4 separate regions of the Rattus norvegicus genome follow, and all the other regions are linked to region 1. Evidence: chromatin contacts called from public Hi-C data. All regions are on one chromosome and are shown on one strand. Each heading gives the region's core, a stretch centred on a gene start, on an enhancer-like site or on the middle of the called end of the contact. The rest is flanking DNA. Distances are from core to core; before and after follow the strand shown. Region 1 holds the start of Kcnk5 (potassium two pore domain channel subfamily K member 5). Region 2 has its middle 35 kb from the start of Kcnk16. Region 3 has its middle 48 kb from the start of Saysd1. Region 4 has its middle 18 kb from the start of Kcnk16.

The links. A called contact is a pair of places that touch in the nucleus more often than the background predicts.
Region 2: a Hi-C map of liver shows a contact between it and region 1, with 2.5 times the contacts expected there. The contact joins the enhancer-like site here to the promoter of Kcnk5 in region 1. A contact is called at or near these places in 2 of 12 Hi-C or Micro-C datasets (hepatocytes and liver).
Region 3: a Hi-C map of liver shows a contact between it and region 1, with 1.9 times the contacts expected there. The contact joins the enhancer-like site here to the promoter of Kcnk5 in region 1. A contact is called at or near these places in 6 of 12 Hi-C or Micro-C datasets (frontal cortex, hepatocytes, kidney and 2 more).
Region 4: a contact with region 1 is called in a Hi-C map of mammary epithelial cells, with 2.7 times the contacts expected there. The contact joins the enhancer-like site here to the promoter of Kcnk5 in region 1. A contact is called at or near these places in 4 of 12 Hi-C or Micro-C datasets (Schwann cells, hepatocytes, kidney and 1 more).

What each region holds. Positions count from the first base shown.
Region 1 is chr15:4,170,309-4,173,168 of GRCr8, forward strand. It overlaps Kcnk5 (potassium two pore domain channel subfamily K member 5), which reads left to right and starts at 1,317. Exons shown (of 5, transcript NM_001039516.2): 1 at 1,317-1,847. The coding sequence starts at 1,662.
Region 2 is chr15:4,124,832-4,127,613 of GRCr8, forward strand. No RefSeq gene overlaps it. Among named protein-coding and RNA genes, the nearest start is that of Kcnk16, 35 kb to the left of the region's middle. Within about 2 kb of position 1,455, at least 8 of the 93 cell types and tissues checked have an H3K27ac peak or open chromatin away from gene starts, as enhancers often do. A contact at or near this core is called in hepatocytes and liver, where this site is marked.
Region 3 is chr15:4,224,082-4,226,961 of GRCr8, forward strand. No RefSeq gene overlaps it. Among named protein-coding and RNA genes, the nearest start is that of Saysd1, 48 kb to the right of the region's middle. Within about 2 kb of position 1,495, at least 2 of the 93 cell types and tissues checked have an H3K27ac peak or open chromatin away from gene starts, as enhancers often do. A contact at or near this core is called in liver, where this site is marked.
Region 4 is chr15:4,108,416-4,111,490 of GRCr8, forward strand. No RefSeq gene overlaps it. Among named protein-coding and RNA genes, the nearest start is that of Kcnk16, 18 kb to the left of the region's middle. Within about 2 kb of position 1,761, at least 5 of the 93 cell types and tissues checked have an H3K27ac peak or open chromatin away from gene starts, as enhancers often do. A contact at or near this core is called in kidney, where this site is marked.

The DNA.
Region 1 (2,860 bases), core at 67-2,566:
GCCTTGTCTTTAATTTCAACACTTGGGAAGCAGAGGTAGGTGGATCTCTGTGGGTTCAAGGCCAGCTTGGTCTGCATAGTGAGTTCCAGGGCAGCCAGGGCTACCTAGTGAGACCCTGTCTGAGTGACTGATTGGTCAGCAGTATAGATTCATCCTTAGCTCAGCAGCTGCAGCAAGATCTGGAGATCCACAGATAACCTTCTCGCAATTCTTGGCCTGCGAAGATTAATTACCACGAAAGGAAAAGGCCCGGGGGAGGGGGTAGTGCTGGTGACTCTGGCCTCGGCTGCACCTGTCTCCACAGAGGCCTGAGGTCAGAGGCAGTCTGGTTCCGGCACACAAGTCAGCACCCTTAACTCGAGCTAGTGGAGGCTGCCCAAATGACTTTGCCAGGGCTTCCATTTCTTTCCTGGGAACCGGATCTAACGACAACCCCTGATTATGATACAAAGACATGTAGTCTGCCCAGGGTTGATAAATGCTCAGAAAAGCAAGCAAAGTGAGAAATGGCCCAGACGTGTTTTGACAGATGGACTCACATCTCCTTGTTATCAAGAATTTGTTTATTCATTTTTGAGAGAAGGTTTTACTACCGTAGCCTGGCCGGCCTCGAACTCTCTATGTAGACAAGGTTGACCTCCTATGTACAGAGAGATTCACCTGCCTCTCTGACTGAGACTAAATCGGCGCACTACCACCACACCTGGTCTGTTTATTGCTATTAACGGGCCTGTTGGTAGATGCATCACTGAGCAGAAAGCATTTCTAGTCTCTCCAGTTGATATTCCAGCTGGTGTAATTTTAAGTAGGCTTGGGAGTAAGGAAGAGGTCGCTGCGTTGTGGGTGTGGCTGCCTGTCGCCTCTCTCAGATGTGGCTGAGAACACAGATGGGATGGGTTCTTCACCCATTTGTGGTTGGGATTAGTTTCCAGTAATCCTAACTCAGACCGAATCCCTTTACTCGGGGTAGATAGGCAAGTGCGTGAGCCCAGGAAAGGTTGGGGAAACATCTGGATGGGCTAGTAACACTGGCAATGTATTTATGACCTCAGCAGTAAGGTGCACGGCCGTTTTAGCTAATTATATCAATCTCTAATACGCAACCGGAGTCCCGCAGGCCTCAACAGTGCGGGTCGTGGAAGTCTGATCCGGCCACGACGCCTTGGTCTGGAGCGTGGAGAACCCGGTGCTTGGTGTAATGACTTCAGGCGCTGTGGGCGGGGTCAGGGGCGGGGCCGGGGCGGGTTCTGAGCTGGACTCCACCCACTTAGGGTCTGGCGCGGGCGGGCTGAGCGCTGCTTAAAGAGCGGTGCGGAGGCGCGCTGGGCGTACTGTCGCGCGCAGAGAGGCGGCACACGTGTCTCCCGGTGTGGGTTCTGAGTTTCACCCTACCCTTCAGGATCGAGAGATTGGCGTGGCCCCCAGACCCCTTTTGGTGTACGCTCACCCTGGCCTGTGTGAACGTGATCCTCGCAGTTCCCTGCGCTCAGGGAGCCAACTTGGTCAAGCAACTGTCCCGGGAGCGGCGCGCGGGGGGGTACCGGGCACTGCGCATGCGGAGCTCCAAATTCAAACAGCTGTGTCCAGGGCTGCAGGACGGGTGAACCCGGAGCTGCTGGAATTAGGGGACTCTTTCTCCTGGAGGTGGCCTTTCCAGAGCCATGGTGGACCGGGGTCCCTTACTCACCTCGGCCATCATATTCTACCTGGCCATCGGGGCGGCGATCTTCGAAGTGCTGGAGGAGCCACACTGGAAGGAGGCCAAGAAAAACTACTATACACAGAAACTGCATCTACTCAAGGAGTTTCCGTGCCTGAGTCAGGAGGGCCTGGACAAGATCCTACAGGTGAGCCGTCGGCCGCTGAACCCCCCACATGCACCTGAAGCTGTTGAGGCTATAGCGGTTTTGAAGGGGAGACTCCCTCTTACAGCTTCAGACAACCTCCTCACCCCAGCCCCAACCAGAGGTCCCGGGGTGGCGGGAGAAAACGTCCAATTAGGTGTCAGGTTGCAAAGATCTGTGTCTTTCGTCCAGGGGCAGGGAGATTACCCCACGCGCTCAGACTTGGTCAGAACCTAGTAAGTTCTGAGAATTCGGGGTTGACTCCAGCATGAACTGGGCCCCGCGGTGGCTCAGTGTGGGTGTGCGGGTGCCCCCCTCTTTGGAGGGAGGCTGTGGGGCGGATAAAGGAGTTTATCTTTCCTTGGAGACGCTCCCGGAGTCCGGGAGCAGAGCCGGGTGCCACCCCTAGCGTCTCCACCTCCCGCTGCAGGGCCGTTGCCGCGCCCGCTCGACCTTTCTTAACTTGAATACAGCAGAGGGCCCCCAGACCTGCTGTGAGCAAAAACATATCCGCCGGTCGCTGTACTTTGAGTGGGGCAGGGGGCTCGGACATGTCCTATGAACCACGGAGGAAGGCCTGTGGCTGGAATGCCCGGGACGCTCCCAGGCTTCCGTGAAGTCTTACCAAACTGATAAATCCCTCAAGGAATCGGAATTGAGCTTTGTCAAAGCAGCAGGTTGCACAAATGAACACCCAAATCCAGGTAGTGCCCTTTTAGGGTGCGAGGATAGCGTGGGTGAGGGGAAGTTTCCCTGATGTTGGCTTGTGAAGTCTCTTATCTGAGAGTGCACACACCCAGTAGACCATTGACCTCACCATGGTAAACTTGGCTGACCATCTCAGCTGGAACCTTGAGCCAACTTGGGGTCAGAGGTTCCTCTCTGTTTCTTGAAGGCTCAGCCCCAACCATCCATCCATCCCTGTGTTCATGGTCTTCTATCAATAACAGGATTAAACTGGAAGCAGGGAGTAGATTGTTCAAGTCATTACAGATCTGATCGGGTACATTTAGTGG
Region 2 (2,782 bases), core at 205-2,704, 45 kb before region 1:
TCAAAAGGTGGAAAGTAAAGAAACAGGGAAAAGATGGGGCACACTTAGTAGATATTGGACTCAGAGAATGTAGGGGATATGTTGTTTTATACTGATATTACTCAGAGGGCTGGGGATGTCGTTCAGCTGGTACAGGACTTGTCTAGAAGGTTTGAAGCCCTGAGCTCCAACTTCAGGGCTCATAAGCTGTGGGTGGAGGTGCGCACCTGTGACCCCAATGCTGGGGGGAGGTGGAGGCAGGAGGATGGCCTTAAGTCCAGCCTGAGATACATGAGACTCTGTCTCACATAATAATACTAATGATAACAATGATGATGATGATGATGATGATGATGATGATGATGATGATGATGATGATGGTGGGAGCCCGACAGAAACTGATGGCAAAGAGAACGTGCTATTCCTGCAAAGGACCCAGGCTCTGTTCCCATCTTACAATGGGCATCTCACAACTGCTTGGAACTTCACATCTAGGGGGATCCGACACCTCTGGCCTCCCCAGGCACCTGCACTCCTGAGTACGTAGCCACACGTGCGTGCACATAGTTAAAAAAATAATACATGAAAAAATGTAAATAGGGGTTGGGGATTTAGCTCAGTGGTAGAGCGCTTGCCTAGGAAGCGCAAGGCCCTGGGTTCGGTCCCCAGCTCCGAAAAAAAGAACCCCCCCAAAAAATGTAAATAATCATCACATGTATCACTATGTTAAAAGCACGTGAGGTATCAGGACGCAAAATCCATCTGAGGGCTTTCAGCAAACGAGGACCTGAGCCCACTCTCTCGGGGATCTGGGGTTGGTTGTGTGGAGCCAAGCCCTTTCTGGCATGCGTCCTGGCCTCTTTGACGTAGGTGGAAAAGTTGGAGAAACACCACAGAATTCCTCAACACCCGAGGTTCCCCAGGGTGGCTATGCGCATCGCCGCTGCTGTGTGCCAACGCGGCTACCTACACTTTGCACCCCGGTGAGCACCGGGTACAGCAGACTGCAGATGCTCTCTGGCAGATGGGAACTGCTCCAGAAGGATTCCCAGAATCCTTCCTGCTATTGCTCCCTCTGGTTGCGGAGTCTTCCCCATCACCCTCGTTCCCACTGGGGCGGAACCATCCCCTCTGGACTCTGGTCAGTAGTCAGCAGGAAAGGGCAGCGCAGGGACGAGCCAGACCTTGTCCTGACTGGTTGGCTATTTTGGCTCGGACTTCTGCAGTTCCCAAGTTTACCACCCTTGCCCTTTGCCCCTTGTGAGTGAGTACGGGTGGTTCTAGATTAGAAAAAGAGAGCCAACCAAGGGCTGCCTGAAGAGCTCACAGGTGGGATGGGGAGAGGAGTTCGAGGCAAGTGGTACGGCCTTGTGGGGTCTGACTAAGGAAAAGGGACAGGAAAGAAGGGCGTGTGCATGAGGAAAAAGAGAAAGGTCATGTCCTGATGTGAAGACAAAGCTATGTTCCAGTCAGGAGAGCCGGTAGCATTGCTAGAGCTCCCTCTCATAGAGTAGGCTTGGGACAGAGTATGAGACCTACACTCAAACCCCAGCAAATTCAATATAAGGAACACACAGCTTATTCCAGGGGAGCCCCAATCTAAGGGAGACATGGCCTCTGTCCTTTGGGAGCACTACTCTGACAGGATGGCCCTGGCCTGGCCCTCAGAAACCCCTACTCGGTGGACATGGTCTCCTAGGGCCCCTGCAAAGGCTCCTGCCTCACATACTCCAGGAACCTGTGCCTCTGCTCTGAATTCCCGTAAACAGAGGTGGGGACGCCAGCAGCCGAAGTACTTTTTAATCACCATTTTTTTATTGTCTTTCTGTAGGTGACTCATCCATAGGAAAGTCACAGCTCTGGAGTGAGCCCAGTAGCTCGAGATGCAAACGGAGAGGGACAGTAATGAGTGACGATTATTGACACAGTCTGGGCGGCTGCTGGGCCTTGTTCAACTGGTCACCGCAGCCGCTGGCACCGTTGCCAGAAGCAAAGAGCTGAGCTGAGATTAGAGGACACTCGGTCTGCAGGAAGCCCCATGGCAGGGCTGTCTCTAGATTCAGGCAGGAGCTGTGCGCAGTCTCGGAAAATCCGGGAATGAGGTCTGGTGAGTGGCTGCTGGTCAAGCCACTCCGTGGGAATGTACCCGAGAATAGATACGCATGCAGTGTCCCTGCCAGTTCCAGATCCTGCTCTCGTCAGCCATACCCGGTCCCTTCCCAGCCTGCCATCACGGTCCAGTCTGAGAATACTTGTGAAGTTTTCATGGTTTCATCGGAACCCTGATGCCTTAAGAGCTGGTGTTGCCTAGAACAGAGTGGTCCTGGTTCTGGTGGAAATAAGAGGGGTTTTGGGGGTAGGGGGTATGCCTCAGTTGGTGGTCTTAGAAAGTGGGCATTGTGGGTAAATATCTGTGAGCCCAGAACTGAGGAGACAAAGGCAGAAGATTCAAACCTTAAGGTCATTCTTGACAGTGGCCTTGGTGGGAAACATGTGATCCTGCTGTGGGCAGTGGGGGCAAGAGGAGAGGAAAGAACAGGGAAGGACTGAGTCCAAACTCCAATTTTCTTAGCAGCAAGTACATGTGTGAGGAGCAAGACCCAGGGACTCCTGGGTCTCCAGGACTGTGAGAGCAGGGCACTTCTCCAAGATGAGAGGGATCTTTGGACTTACCTGGAAACAGCCCTCTGGGAGGGAAGGGGTTGTCTAAGGTCTCAAAGCCTCCCAGGAGCAGGGTTAGGGATTGTGGTTTTCTCTGGCTCCCTTACTTTGCTTGACCCTCCACCCTTGCACCTGGACCCTG
Region 3 (2,880 bases), core at 245-2,744, 54 kb after region 1:
ATTGACTGTTTGGATCGTTTGGTGCCCATGGCTGTGGTGTGACACACTGATGACGCTAGGCAGACATGGCCACAGCGAAAGGTCAGGCCCTTCAGTCCCACCCCAGAATCCTCTCATCTGAACCAGGATGGTAGCACCAGTCATGCCATCGGACACCCTGCTGCACACCCATCTGCCATGCCGATGAATCCGGAGTCTCACGCAAAGCTCTGGCCCTAGCAGGTAAAGTTACTTGGCTGTATCTCGAAGATCATTGAAGAGTCTCAAACTTAGGATGGTATAGCTCAGGGGACTTGGCTCTTTACAAGGGGACTTAGGGAAAAGATCTTTTATTCATATATGTGTGTGTGTGTCTATGTCTGTCTGTCTGTATGTCTGTCTGAGTGCACAGTGAGAGGTGGAGGTAGAGAAGTTGGAACTATGGATCTTTGCCTTCTGTTTATTTGCGTATGTGGGAGGCAGCACGCATGCGCCACGGGGATGAGCGGAGGTCAGGGAACAACCCACACGATGACTAACGTCATCATGCTTGGCTGCAAGTGCTTTGATCTGCTAAGCCACCCATGGGATAGGATTTCTCCATAAGCCAGCCTATGGAATCATAGATTTTTAAGGTTACATTGCAGTTCTGCTCTTCAGGAAGCAGATGCTGTGGTGGTGGTCACAAGCGACCCTCGTGAGAGAGGCTGGCTTCTGCTTTCCGTACTTCAGGTTGAACGCCAAGTGCCTGTCGAAGTATCCTAGAGTGCCAAAGGGCCTATGGCTGCTGAGATGTCCTCCAAGCGAAGGGGACCCAGGGAGGCCCATGCCTGTGCTTTGGTCCCTCCCGGTGTGTTCCGTTCCCTGCCAATAGTCACTGATGGCCTGGGGACAGACTTGGGGTGGGTTAGAGAGACTTTGACCAGTACTTGGAGATCTCTGGGGAAAGTTTTAATGACACTGAGTTATAGAGGAGCAGATAGCATGGTCATATAAAAGTCAGGTAGGAAGGGATGGGGAGATGGCTCAGTGAAGTGTTTGCCACACATACAAGAGGACCTAGCATACCCAAAAGTCTTGCCCCACAGGGAATACCAAAAACCTATTACAGCAAAGAACCGCGGTGCACTTTCAGTTCGCACTCTAGCCACAACAGTAAGTACTGAGTCTTCTGCCATTGAAGTTGCTCAGCCTAAGAGTAGGTGTTTACCTATTGCAGAAGTCGACAAGTTGATCTCAAAGGTCTCACTCAACTGTGTGACCCTGAGTTTCCACAGCAGGTCGGGAGGGGGTATTTTAAGATTGTTTTCGCTCCTTCTTGGCACTCAGTGCCTCAGGCTTGACACTTGGCAAGGAAGCTTGTACCTCTGGGGACAGCTGTGGAGCAGCACAGCAAACAAAGGGTACCAGAAAACTCCTGCTGCCCCCTCCCCACCTGGGCATGCGCACGTCCCACGGAGGGAGAGTGGCAGGGCTATGGAACAATGGGAGCCTATGAGTCACGAGGTAAGGCCGGATGGAGTTTCTCTAGCAAGGCTCCCTCTAGCCGCCGGAGGTGCTGACGCAGGTCCCTGACAGGCGGCAACTGGAATAACGGCTGATTCCCAGTCTTGCCCGTATGGTCTGGACTTTTTTTTTTAATCTTTTTAGATCGACTTTTATTTTTAGCAAAGTGATAGCTATAAACATTTTCAGATAGTCAAATTCTACTACACAATGGAAAATAGCAACCGCCTTCCTCACCTTCCCCGAACACCGGTCCCAGAGGTCCTTTCCTTTATAGCCCCAAGGTTTAGTTTTTTTTCTTTTTAGTTCCTCTTAGTTTTCTAAGGTCCCTTCCTTTATAGCCCCAAGGTTTAGCTTTTTTTCTTTTTAGTTCCTCCTTAGTTTTCTAAGCAACATCTAGCTCGCGTTAAAAAAAAGTCCCACGATAATTTTAAAAACTATTTATTCATTTAATGTGTACGTGTGTGCCCGTGTGCAGATATGGGCCGCATGTGCACGCAGGTACCTGTAGATGTCAGAAGAGGGCATCATCGGGTTCCCTGGAAATGAAGTTACAGGCAGTTGTGACATGGGTGCTTGGAGAAACCAGGACGTCTGCAAGAGCAGCATGTGTACTTAGTTTCCGAGCCTTCTCTCTAGCCCTTCCCGCAATTGTCTTTTGTTATTCTACTTCAGTTAGTATAGATTCTCTTTCTATGGTGAGGGCTGGGGATATGGCTCAGTGACAGAGCGCTTAACTTACCTAGCGCGTGTGAAGCTCTGGCTTCTTTTCCCACCATAAAAAAAAAGTAGACAACTACTTTTGGATCGGATTTAAGGACCATTCCACAAAGATTAAATTCATTCCTGGCACCATTCTAGTAGTGGCAACCTGTAGCTAGGCAGGTCATAGGCCCTAGAGAAGAACATGGTACTATTATTCTGCTGAACATAATACTATTGAATATAATATGAATTATATATGAATATAAGCCAGTTCCTAATGACCTATCATTATAGCCATAGATCAATGCATCTCTCAGTTCTTAGCTTCTATTGGCTGACTGACACAGTGACCTACAACTGGCCAAGGTGCAGAGAATGAGAGATTGAGGAATGTCCAGCCCTAAGGGCGACATGTGTATGCATTGCCTCCTCCGAAGACTCGGGGATCATTGCAAAAGAAGGGGAAGAATGCACAAGAGCACAGGAGTGGTGTCTCACTGCGAGGAAACTGTGTGTGCAAGCCCAAGACAGCCCAAATCCCAACATGGAGAAGGGAAGCTGGTCATAAAACCCCACCCTTACACAAGGAGCTATTGGCAATTCCTAGTTGCTAGCAAAGGAAAGGTCAGTCTTCTCTAAGAACGCAGCCCCTGGTAAGTTGTCTAGGCTCCAGTGGTCACATATGCTTGG
Region 4 (3,075 bases), core at 511-3,010, 61 kb before region 1:
TCACTTGCTGTTCTTGTGGAGAGCCTCGGTTAGTCCCCTGCACCTACCTGGTGGCTCACAACTATCAGTTCCAGAGGATCTGACACCCTCTCCTGACCTCCAAGAGTGCCAGGCACACACGTGGTGCACAGTCACACACGCTGTCAAAACACTCAGGCCTCCTGGTTTCTGTCTAACCAACCACAGATCATCCTTCTCTAACCTCACTGTTCCCCAGGCATGGATCCTTCTCCAGAGTACCTTCTGTGGGACAATAGTATTGCGTCCCTGTGGGTCTTCTTCGGGATGGCTTGGGTGGCTCTGATCACCAAACTGATCTCGTTCCAATTGGCGATGTGGGGGGGGGGGGTTGGGGGGGGCATGGGCACCACCTGCTCACACTGCTCCAAGAGGAACTTGAAGGCTCGAAACCAGAGGCCAGGCCAAGAAGGAAAACATGGAATTCTGTTTGTCAGCTGTTGCTTTGAGGTGTCTGAGGGAGTCAAAGCATCTCAAAACGTGGGTTATGAACTGTGACAAGGACAGCTAGCTGCGTTTCGCAGTCGCTGGGTCTTCCTTGCCACACTTCTGACTTTAAGCAATAATTCCACATCTTTCTTTCCAGCTGAGTTCAGCTAGGTGATAATTCAAGTTCATCCATAGGTTGCCTCCCATGTGACTTACGCGATGTGACTTTGGAAATAAAGAACGCCCCTCTTCCCCCCTTTATTCTCACCTTCTGCAATGTTGGCCTGCTGGCTGAAACTCTAGCAGCCATGTTGCATGAGTTAGAGACCATGGCGAGTGAAATTGGTTGCACAGTAACAAAAGAAGCATGGGCTCCTGGTCATCACGCTGTCATTGTACCAGACGGGAACACAGTGAACTCTAACGTCACAATTTACATACATATCCAGAAACAGACTACAACTGAGGCTGTCACCTACAGAGAGAGGCAATGCCGGGCCAGGGAGAACTTGCCCAGGATTGGTGAAAGGATTGACAGAGGGGACGGGAGATTCCTGAGCCCTCCACCCTCAGACGCCACAGGGGAATTCACAGGGCCTTTAGATGATTCCCAGGGCCAATCCAGCAAACAGGTATAACAAGAACCTGGATAGCTACTGGATCCTTAAGCCAGAGGGAAGCATGGGCGGACCTATGGTCTGTCCCTGCCTCCCCTCCGTCCTTTGTCTCGGAAGGCTCAGTTTAAACAGCCCAACTGTCTACACTGCATCCTCCCCACGCCTGCAGTTTCCTTGCCTGTCCTCTGGCCCTGAGAACACAACAGCACAGAGTGGGTTATCCTCAGCTACACTGAGTTTGAGGCTAGCCTGTCTCAAAAAAAAAAAAAAAAAAAAAAAGAAAAGAGAAGGAGAGCAAAGAGATCACCACTGGGAAGGGCGCATAGAGGGAGGCAGGGGAGTAAGGAGAGGCTAAGCAGAGAGGCTGAGGCTGACTTGCTGCCTGCAGGAGGACTCGATCACCCTGCCTTCCTGGCAGGCTCAGATGTGGCCACCCTCTGCCCACAGACAGAAAGGATGCTCGAAGCAGGCCTTCGGGACCAGGTGTGCAGCCCACCTTCCAGGGTAGGAACCTTGATTCTGTCCTAGCAGGCTCTGTTACCCCAGGCAAACTCCGAGTGATCATCAGTTCCCCTCTGCAACACAGATAAGATCTCCCAGGATTGATGACTAAGGCTTGCAAAGGACTGTAAGCAGTGCGTCAGCCCCTACAAACATGCATGCCTTCCTAGCCAGGTCGGTGGACCGAGGCCGGAGGAACCACTGCTCTGCTTGGATCCGGCTGACGTGGCATCTCCGCTGACCTCTTGGCAGTAGCCAGGGTGGAACCGGCCTCTGCCCCTGGGGGGCTCCCTGCTGACACTATCACATGCTGGCCAGGATGAGGGGCTCTGGACGTCTGTGACTCATGGGGGAACATCCAGGAAGAGTCCAAGAAATGTAGGCCAAGTGTGCAGATGTGGCCCAGGGACCAGCCACAGCTGCTCCAAGATGCTTCCTGCAGCCGCAGCTCGCTCTTCTGTCCCTCCAGCACTTGCCGTCCTGACTGCATGGCTTCCGGCATGACCCTTCCCTTTAAGACACCTTTATCGTTAGTCACATCGTGTTTTGCTCGGGCTTGGTTTCGAGTGTTCGAGATCAGGTCTCATGGGATCCAGGCCGGCCTTGATTCTGAACTCCTTATCCCCCCACCCCCCATCTCCAGGATTAGGATTTAAAAATGTGCACACGATGGGGAGCACTGGCTTAGCCTCCGAAATTGTCCTGGAGGGACGATAGTTGCTAAGGCCATCAAGAACATGAGGCTGGGCAGAGTGGCACATAACTTTAATCCCAACGTTTGGGAGACAGAGATAGGCAGCTCTCCATGAATCTGAGGCCAGCCTGGTCTACATATTCAGGCCAGCCAGGGATACATAGTAAGACACTGTCCTTTTTTTTTTTTTTTTAAAGTCAGCAAGATGACCTCAGCTCATCAGCCCCCAGGCCTGCATGGTGGAAGGAGAAACCCAGCCCCTGTAAATTGTCTTCTGACTTCCACACGCATGCCATGAGACAGAAGCACTGCTCCCAAACTCAAATAATCAATGAATAAATCCTAGCCACGTCCGGCACGGTGGCGTAGATCTGTAAGCTATTTAGGAGGCTGAGGCAGAATGGCTTCGAGTTCAAGGCCAGCCTGGGCTTGAGTTCAAGGGCAGCTTAGGCAATTTGGCAAGACCCTATCCTAAAACTAAAAGTGAGAAGAGGGCCGGGGCTGTAGTTTGGCGGCAGAGTGCTTGCCTAGCATGTTCAAAGCCCTGGGTTCAGAGGGCTATGGCAAATACAGAGTAGTCCTTTCAGGCAGTCCAGAGAGATGTCCTTCATGTCCTATAATGTCAAGCATCTCCTCTCCACCTATGAGAGAGGAGGTGGCTCTAAAGTCTCTTTATATCTGCCTCCTCACCCCAACGAATCCCCACTTTACCCAACCCATTAACAACCAACTAACCCCCCAACCCCTGCCTCTCTCTCTTTCTGCAAGGAAGACTTGGACATGTTCACCAGGCCTTAAGTTCATTGGGCCTCAGTC